2 separate regions of the Rattus norvegicus genome follow, and region 1 is linked to region 2. Evidence: chromatin contacts called from public Hi-C data. All regions are on one chromosome and are shown on one strand. The core of a region is the stretch at or near the end of the contact, and the rest is flanking DNA. Distances in the headings are between cores, read along the strand shown.

Evidence for each region. A called contact is a pair of places that touch in the nucleus more often than the background predicts.
Region 1: a contact with region 2 is called in a Hi-C map of liver, with 4 times the contacts expected there. The contact joins the promoter of Vcpkmt here to the promoter of Dnaaf2 in region 2. A contact is called at or near these places in 6 of 12 Hi-C or Micro-C datasets (the Rat2 cell line, Schwann cells, frontal cortex and 3 more).

The regions. Positions count from the first base shown.
Region 1 is chr6:93,776,802-93,780,510 of GRCr8, forward strand. It overlaps Vcpkmt (valosin containing protein lysine methyltransferase), which reads right to left and starts at 1,599. Exons shown (of 5, transcript XM_063262661.1): 1 at 886-1,599; 2 at 677-782; 3 at 438-507. The coding sequence starts at 738. It overlaps Sos2 (SOS Ras/Rho guanine nucleotide exchange factor 2), which reads right to left. Exons shown (of 23, transcript NM_001135561.1): 23 at 2,170-3,709. The coding sequence ends at 3,533.
Region 2 is chr6:93,404,757-93,408,220 of GRCr8, forward strand. It overlaps Dnaaf2 (dynein, axonemal, assembly factor 2), which reads right to left and starts at 1,567. Exons shown (of 3, transcript NM_001014197.4): 1 at 1-1,567. The coding sequence starts at 1,499. It also overlaps a transcript of Klhdc1 not described here.

The DNA of each region.
Region 1 (3,709 bases), core at 349-2,848, 370 kb after region 2:
GAATTAACTAATTAATTTTGGAGTCTCATCTGTGATCCATGCTGGCCTAGCATTTATGACAATCAGAAGTGCTGGGACTCTAGGAGTGAGCCAATTTGCATCTTAACTAATTTTCAATGTCATGGTTAGCAGTCAATGGGAAAGGTAAGAAAAAAAAGGAAAGAAAAAACAAATGAACAAACAGAAGGTATCTTAGTTTTCCAGAATTTATCCAAACCGGAAAATCCTTTTAAAGTTTTACAAAAAGCCTCCAAACCACCACTCACAGGCCTGTATGCTTATCCTGAATTGTAAGATTGTGTTGCCCTTGATAATTTGTCTTCTCTTACTTGCCTCATCACCTACAGAAAAATATCCCACACCTGGAGGTGTGAAACTACGGAGAGCTGTGGGCTTCAGGACAACACAGTTCAACTACTAGCTGGCTTCATACTCACCTCCTCATAGTATATGCAGTCCGCCATTAATATGTAGTCTGGTGACATCAAGTCTTCTATGTCATCACCCCTTAAAAATGTCAAACATATGTCTTTAACTGATGCTCTGACGACTTAAAGTGTTCATTTTAGAAACGAAAAGCAGAAACTTTCCATCATATTAAGCATGCGTTGTGCAAAATGCCATTTAAAGCACAAGTAAGCGGTTATCTTAAAACAAGCTGAAAGGCCATACAAACCATTTCAGTACCTTGGCTTGAACAGAACCAGTCACAAGATGCTTGTTCATATTAATATTCATTTTCAGCAAGTCTTGTAGCTCCTCAAGATCAGTGACTATAACATCTGCCCTAAAAAACAACCTCGATTGAGGTACAGGCGCACGGCTGCACGCCGGTGACCTGACGCCTTCCCGCCGGTGAACTGATGCCTTCCCGCCAGCTCTTACCCGAGGGTCGCAGCCATGAGCCCCACGGCCCCCGTGCCGGAACCCAGTTCCAGCACCGAGCGCCGACTCAGAGCGTGGGCCCCATCGCCAGAAAACCCCGGCGTCTCCAGGTATTTGGCAAGGACGATGGCGGCGTCCCACACAACGCAACCCACGCCTCCGGAGCCGTACTGCTGCAGTCGAAGCGCGGTCCCATCTCGCTTCTCCAGAACCCGCACAAAGCTCCAGAGCGGATCCTCCACCTCCGGCTCCACGACGGACGGTATTCCCGCTCCTCGGCGGACGATATTCCAGCTCCTGCCCGCCACAGGCTGCGGTACGTGCTGACGTCACGCTCACGCAGGACCCGTACTTCCCAGCGGCAAAGCGGTTGTTCAAAGCGCATGCGTGACTCTCAAAGCCCGGAAGGCGGTAGAAACCCGCAGAATCTACCTGGGAGTGGCCCAGCTGCCTGCTACTTTGATCAGCTCTTTAAGCGCTCTTTAAGCAAACGACAGTGCTTTTTCCATAGCTCACTCACAGCTGTTGACTATAAATCTAGGCAGCTACCCAGGTCCTACCAAAAATGGTTACATTCAAGAAGTTTTTGTACTGTGCTTCTTTGTTATATGAGTGCATAAAAGTGGTGGCTTGGAACGTGCTACTTGCTTTTAACTGAAAAGAAAGGTTAATCCTCTAACATTTAAATCCCACAGAGCCAAAAGATGACCAGTAAGACCAAGTACCTGAGTTCCAGGACTCAGATAGTAGGAGAGACCTGCATGTTGGCTTGACTTTCCAATTGGATCTCTGGTATGCAACACACACACACACACACACACACACACACACACACACACACACACACGATAAGATATTCATTTTTCTACATTTCTTTCAGCTTTGTTGTTTTTTGTTTTCAGGATGGTCTTCTGGTATGCAACACACACACACACACACACACACACACACACGATAAGATATTCATTTTTCTACATTTCTTTCAGCTTTGTTGTTTTTTGTTTTCAGGATGGTCTTCTGGTATGCAACACACACACACACACACACACACACACACACACACACACGATAAGATATTCATTTTTCTACATTTCTTTCAGCTTTGTTGTTTTTTGTTTTCAGGATGGTCTTCTGTATCCCAAGTAGGTTCAAACTCTCCAAGTAGTTGAGTCTCGCTTTGAACTTCAGTGCTTCAGTCTTTAATCTCCCAAGTGCTGCGATTACAGGTGTTCCCCACTACACCCAGCTTCTTCTAGTTCTTTGTGATAAAAACGACATTGCAAGTCTTTTACAAATTAAGACTGAGGTGATTTATTAACCTTGTTAAGAACTCTGATGCAAAGCACAGTAGAAGGCCACAGACCAGTAGATAAACAACATGGCTTTTGGCTACTTTACAATGGGGGCTACTGCACTATCAGCACAACATACGTTGATCACTTTGAACGAGAGTATCCAAATGGGAAAAGCTTTATCCTGTCTGATTAAAAAAAAAATTTAATAAAGCTTTTAAAGTATTTTCTGTTTAAATATTACTAATCTGGAAAAACTTTAAAAATTTCAGTTAACACGAGATTAAAGACAGTTAATAGGTGTGAAGACAAGGCAGATGGCAGTTGGTTCTTATGCCATAAGAAACTTTTGTTCTGGACTTACAAATTAGTAAAATAGCAGATTGTATTATAGGCCTCAAGTCACTTACATTTATATAGGTTATTAGCATTTTCTTTAAATATATACAATATAAATAAACTGTACATATATGGCATATTAATTTTGTTTTCCCAAACAATAGGCAAATCATTAGCTAAAGACACCACACACTGCAAAACAAAAGGCACATCTTAATGAGATACATGCCCTTCTGTAATCAGGTTATACAGAGTTGTTTATAATCTTACCAAAATAATAAACACAGTGCATTCTATTATTTCATTCTATTTTCCGTTTTGTCTTCAGCAGCAAATACTGACATTTAAGACATGGCCTCAAAGAGTTTAAGAACAGTGGGTATTATTCATAATTCTCCTAGATGTAAAAACCAAACGAAGTTAAAAGCTAGAAGGTGGTCAGAGGGTTAAAAACCAGTAATACCACCACACATCCTCTGGATCTGCGTAAATTCATTGTCTTAAAAAGGCATCTATCACTCAGGCCTGAGAGCTCCCTCGAGGCTAGCCCCTGTCAGTGCAGTCAGAAACGTTCTCAGCCATGTTCTAGCAGAGTACAGTGCAATACAGATTCGTTATACTGGCCTTGGGCAGCACGGAGGAGCTGATCAGGCAGTGCTACTGATCCCCTGAGGGCCACGGTGAGGAGGGGCTTTTGCATTTTAGTATTTCAGATTCTTTTCTTTTTGTTTTGGTTTTGACTTTTTGAGACAAGGTTTTTCTGTGTAGCCCTGGCTGTCCTGGAACTTGCTCTATAGACCAGGTTGCTCTCAAACCCTGAAACCCACCTGCCTCTGCCTTCCGAGTGCTGGAATTGGAGGTGTGCACCACTGCCATCTGACAATTTTACTAGTTCTTAAAAGCTTATTTGATCAGTAGCATTTCTGTAAAAAGTACTAAAATACTATGTCTTTTTTGAATAAATTAAAAACCTTTACAAATACTAATCCAGTGTCAATGACTACACGTGGCCAAGGTCACTGAGGAGTTTCTGCATTTTCAAACAAAGGTAGTCTGTACAATGGCGGGTGTGAAAGCTCCCGCTTGTAAGTCTTTGGTGGCAGTTTTGGTAGGTGAGGGCTTGAATTCTGCCTTGGTGGAACGGGAGGAGCTGGAGGGTGAGCAAGATTGTTGTGACTGGGGCTGGGCAAATG
Region 2 (3,464 bases), core at 317-2,816:
TTGATGCTCTCCGTTCCCGGGCCACCCATGTCTGAGCCCGAGGTGTCGTGGCAGGTCCCCTCCTGTTCCTCACTAGTCTGGACACTGAGGTCTCCGTACACTCCCGATCTTTCCGCAAGGGATTCAGCGTCGCCGCTCTGGAAAGCAGAATAAAGGAGGCTTCGGTTCTCAGGAGTTGTCCCTTCCCCGGGGCCTAGTGGTGTCACTGAGTCCCCTCCGAAGTCCTGCTCCGGCTCGGGAACGAGCTCCCCTTCAGCTTTTGCAGTCCCGGCATCTGGGGCTACCACACAGCTCTTTCTCCCGTGGTCAGCTCCAGAACTATCTGCAGACTCTTCCCGAGCCCCGGCAAGATCGCCCGCGGAAGTGCAGGCTATATTGTCAGTTCCGGTCTCGGCCGTAGGCCCTTCCGGTGTCGTCGAGAAGTCCTGGCGCGCGACCGCCAGCGCCACCGGCAGCGTGACTACCAGCTGCCGCCGCGCCTTATTGTACTGTGCCCTGCCGCGGCCGTCGTCCACCGGGTACGGCAGCGAGAGCCGCAGTCGGTAGTCGGGGTTTCTGGAATCTAGGCACAGCAGCTTCCCCTTCACCTCCAGCTCCGCCCGCTCGGCCGAGCGCAGCAGCGGCAGCTCGATGGTGACCACCAACTCGTGCGGCACGGTGCTTGGGGCCGCGTCGCGCGAGCAACGGTAATCCTGGAGGTCCACGTGGTGGCGCTGCACCACGGAGCAGCGCGGTTCGGTGGGCTCCGGGCGCTGCACAGCCTTGGGAGCCGGGGACGCGGGCGAGCGGGCGGTGCTCTCCGCAGCCGCGGGGTAATGGTACGGGTATGGTGGGTACGGGAGAAGCCCTGGCAGCTCCCCCTCGGGCTGAGCCCGGACGCCCTCGGGAAGGGGCGTGCGGAGCACTGCGGCCTCCGGCGTCCCCTTGTACTTGATCTTCAGGGTCTTGGCGTTCCTGCGGTCCAGCCTGACGCCGAACTGCTGCTCCACCGCCTCCAGGGCCGTGGCGTCCAGCATTTCGCGGAAGCGCTCGTGGCTCCTGGCCAGCGCAAGCGCTTCCGGGTGGAAGACCACGTCGTAGACGGTGTAGCGATTACCGTTGCGGCCCGCATACTGGCGGCCCGGGGCCAGGCTATAGGGCAGGGACCAGTGGCTGCCGGCCGCCGTGCCGCCACGCCCGGGGCCTGGCCGGCTGCTGGGCGCGCCTACCAGTGAGTTGCTGCACACGTTGACGAAGCAGCGATGCTCCCCGTCTAAGCTGGTACGCAGCACGTGGCCCGGCTCAGGGTGCACGAACCGCACCTCCACCCCACGCTCCCTCTCCAGTGCTGTGATCTCCTCCTCGTAGCGCCTCCGGTTCTCAGGGTCCGTGATCTCCGCGGCGTAGTCGGAGAACATTCGGCGGAACTCTGGGTCCTGAAAAGCGGAGGTAAGCCGTTGCACCTCCTCTCCGCTCAGATCCAAGTCTTCCAGCGCTGAAGAGGCTGCCGTCTTGGCCATGGTGACCCACGCGGCCCCTCACCCAGACCCAGTGAAGAATCAACGTGAACCGAGTGTCTAGGATGCGCTTCAGAGTCAGGTTCATGAGGAACTGACCAGCTCAGAAAGGTAACGGCTGAATTATCAGGGCAGCGCGTGCTTTGTTGCCATGGTAACACCCAGGAGGAGGGGCAGTGATCTAGTGGAAATTGCTAGAAATAGGCTCCCCTGTTCCGTGCTTTAAACTACTGCGTCAGGATACGTGTGTTTTGCAGTCTGTCATGGTAATTGTCCTCGTTTTCAGCGCTGTGGCTGTGTCTTATTAACTGTTTAATTTCACAGACAAGTGAGAAGTTTTCTAGCCAAGGCTACAATTCTCAAACCTAACTTTATCTGACTCTTTGCACTTTGCAGAACCAATGTTTAAGCCCTTTCCATTTTCAGGTATTTCACCTCATAGTTGTCCCTCAGAAACCCTTGGGGGCAAAAAAATGACTCCCCAAGCAGATCCCAGAGCCCAGTAAGCACTGGAAAGGTGTTCACTTTTTGTAATGTAAATGTCAGATCTCATAAATCACTTAGCAAAATTATAGACTTTGTCCTGATCAATTTCCCTGGGTTGAGAATAGAATTATAACTTCACTTATTTTTTTTAAACCACATATCCTTAGATTGATTCTGTCGTCTCTAACAGTGCTCCACAAGGAACTAATGCAGCAGACACTGTAGTTAGATAATGGAGTTTTAGCGCCAGACTATAGAAACTTTGTTTTGTTATAGGGCTAGGTGTGGGACCCAGGACGTCCCACCTGTGGCATGAGCTCTACCCTGAGCTATCCCAGAGTATGGTTATGTACTGATAGCTGGTCAGTCCCACACCGGTTTTGTCTGTGCAGCATTTAGCAGTTTACACTGGCATTACTTCAATAACAAGAGCTTTTCCTGGCTTCTCTCTTAACTCATCCTTTTTTGTGGAAGGGAATGTCACAGAACCAAACCCAGGGCTTGACACGTACAAGACAAGCATTCTCTCCCCCAAGCTGCAGGCCTTCCTCTGTTCGATTTTAAGTAGAGTGTCCCAAGACTTGGATGGCATCTCATCTCCGACAGGCCATCTCTTTCACAAATTAAATATATATACTTGGCCAGAGCAGTGACTCACACCGTTAACCCAGCACTCAGAGGCACAGGCAGGAGGATCTGAGTTCCTGGCCAGCCTGGAAGCAAGTTCCAGAAAAATCGAGGCTACACAAAGAAACCCTGCCTTGGAAAACCAAAACAAGTAAATGAAACTCAAATAACCAACTTCTGTTTCACATTCTAAACTCTAGACTCGTCCAACTGTCCATCGGATGTCTCCATTTGAGTAATGGAGCTTGAAAGGGCTGGAAATGGACTCCTTGCCTTGGTTTCCTCTCTCATTTTCAGTACTGAATTCTCGTAATTTTCTGTCCTTGCCCTTCATCTGTCACAGCTTCCCTGTACACGGGCGTCACCAGTGCGTCTCCTCTTCCCTCTTAAATGTCATCGGGTGCTTAAATGTCCGATTCAGATGCTCACTGCTTCCTCTACCTATGTGGATAAGTTAATGTACTTCTGCAATTTTATCATTGTTATACACGCATGCATTTGCCACAAACGCATGTGTGGGTCAGAAGACAACTTCTGGGAGTGTGTCTCCCAGTGTGCGTTCCGGGAATGGCACTTGGGTGGTGAGGCTTGTGCACAACAAATACTTTTATTCACTGAGCCATCCTGCCAACCTGGTAGCTTAATGTTAAACCACTAGAAGGAAGAAAGAAAAGATCCTTTGTAGGGCTGGAAAGATGACTCAGCAGATAGGAGCAGGCACTGGCTGCTCTCCGAAAGGCTTTTGTAATAAGTTGCTTCCTGTCTGGTCTTGGTCTCTTTATAGCTACTACTGCATTCATTTATTGTGAACTCCAGTAGACGTCAGGAGAACTTGAGGAAGTCTATTCTCCTTCT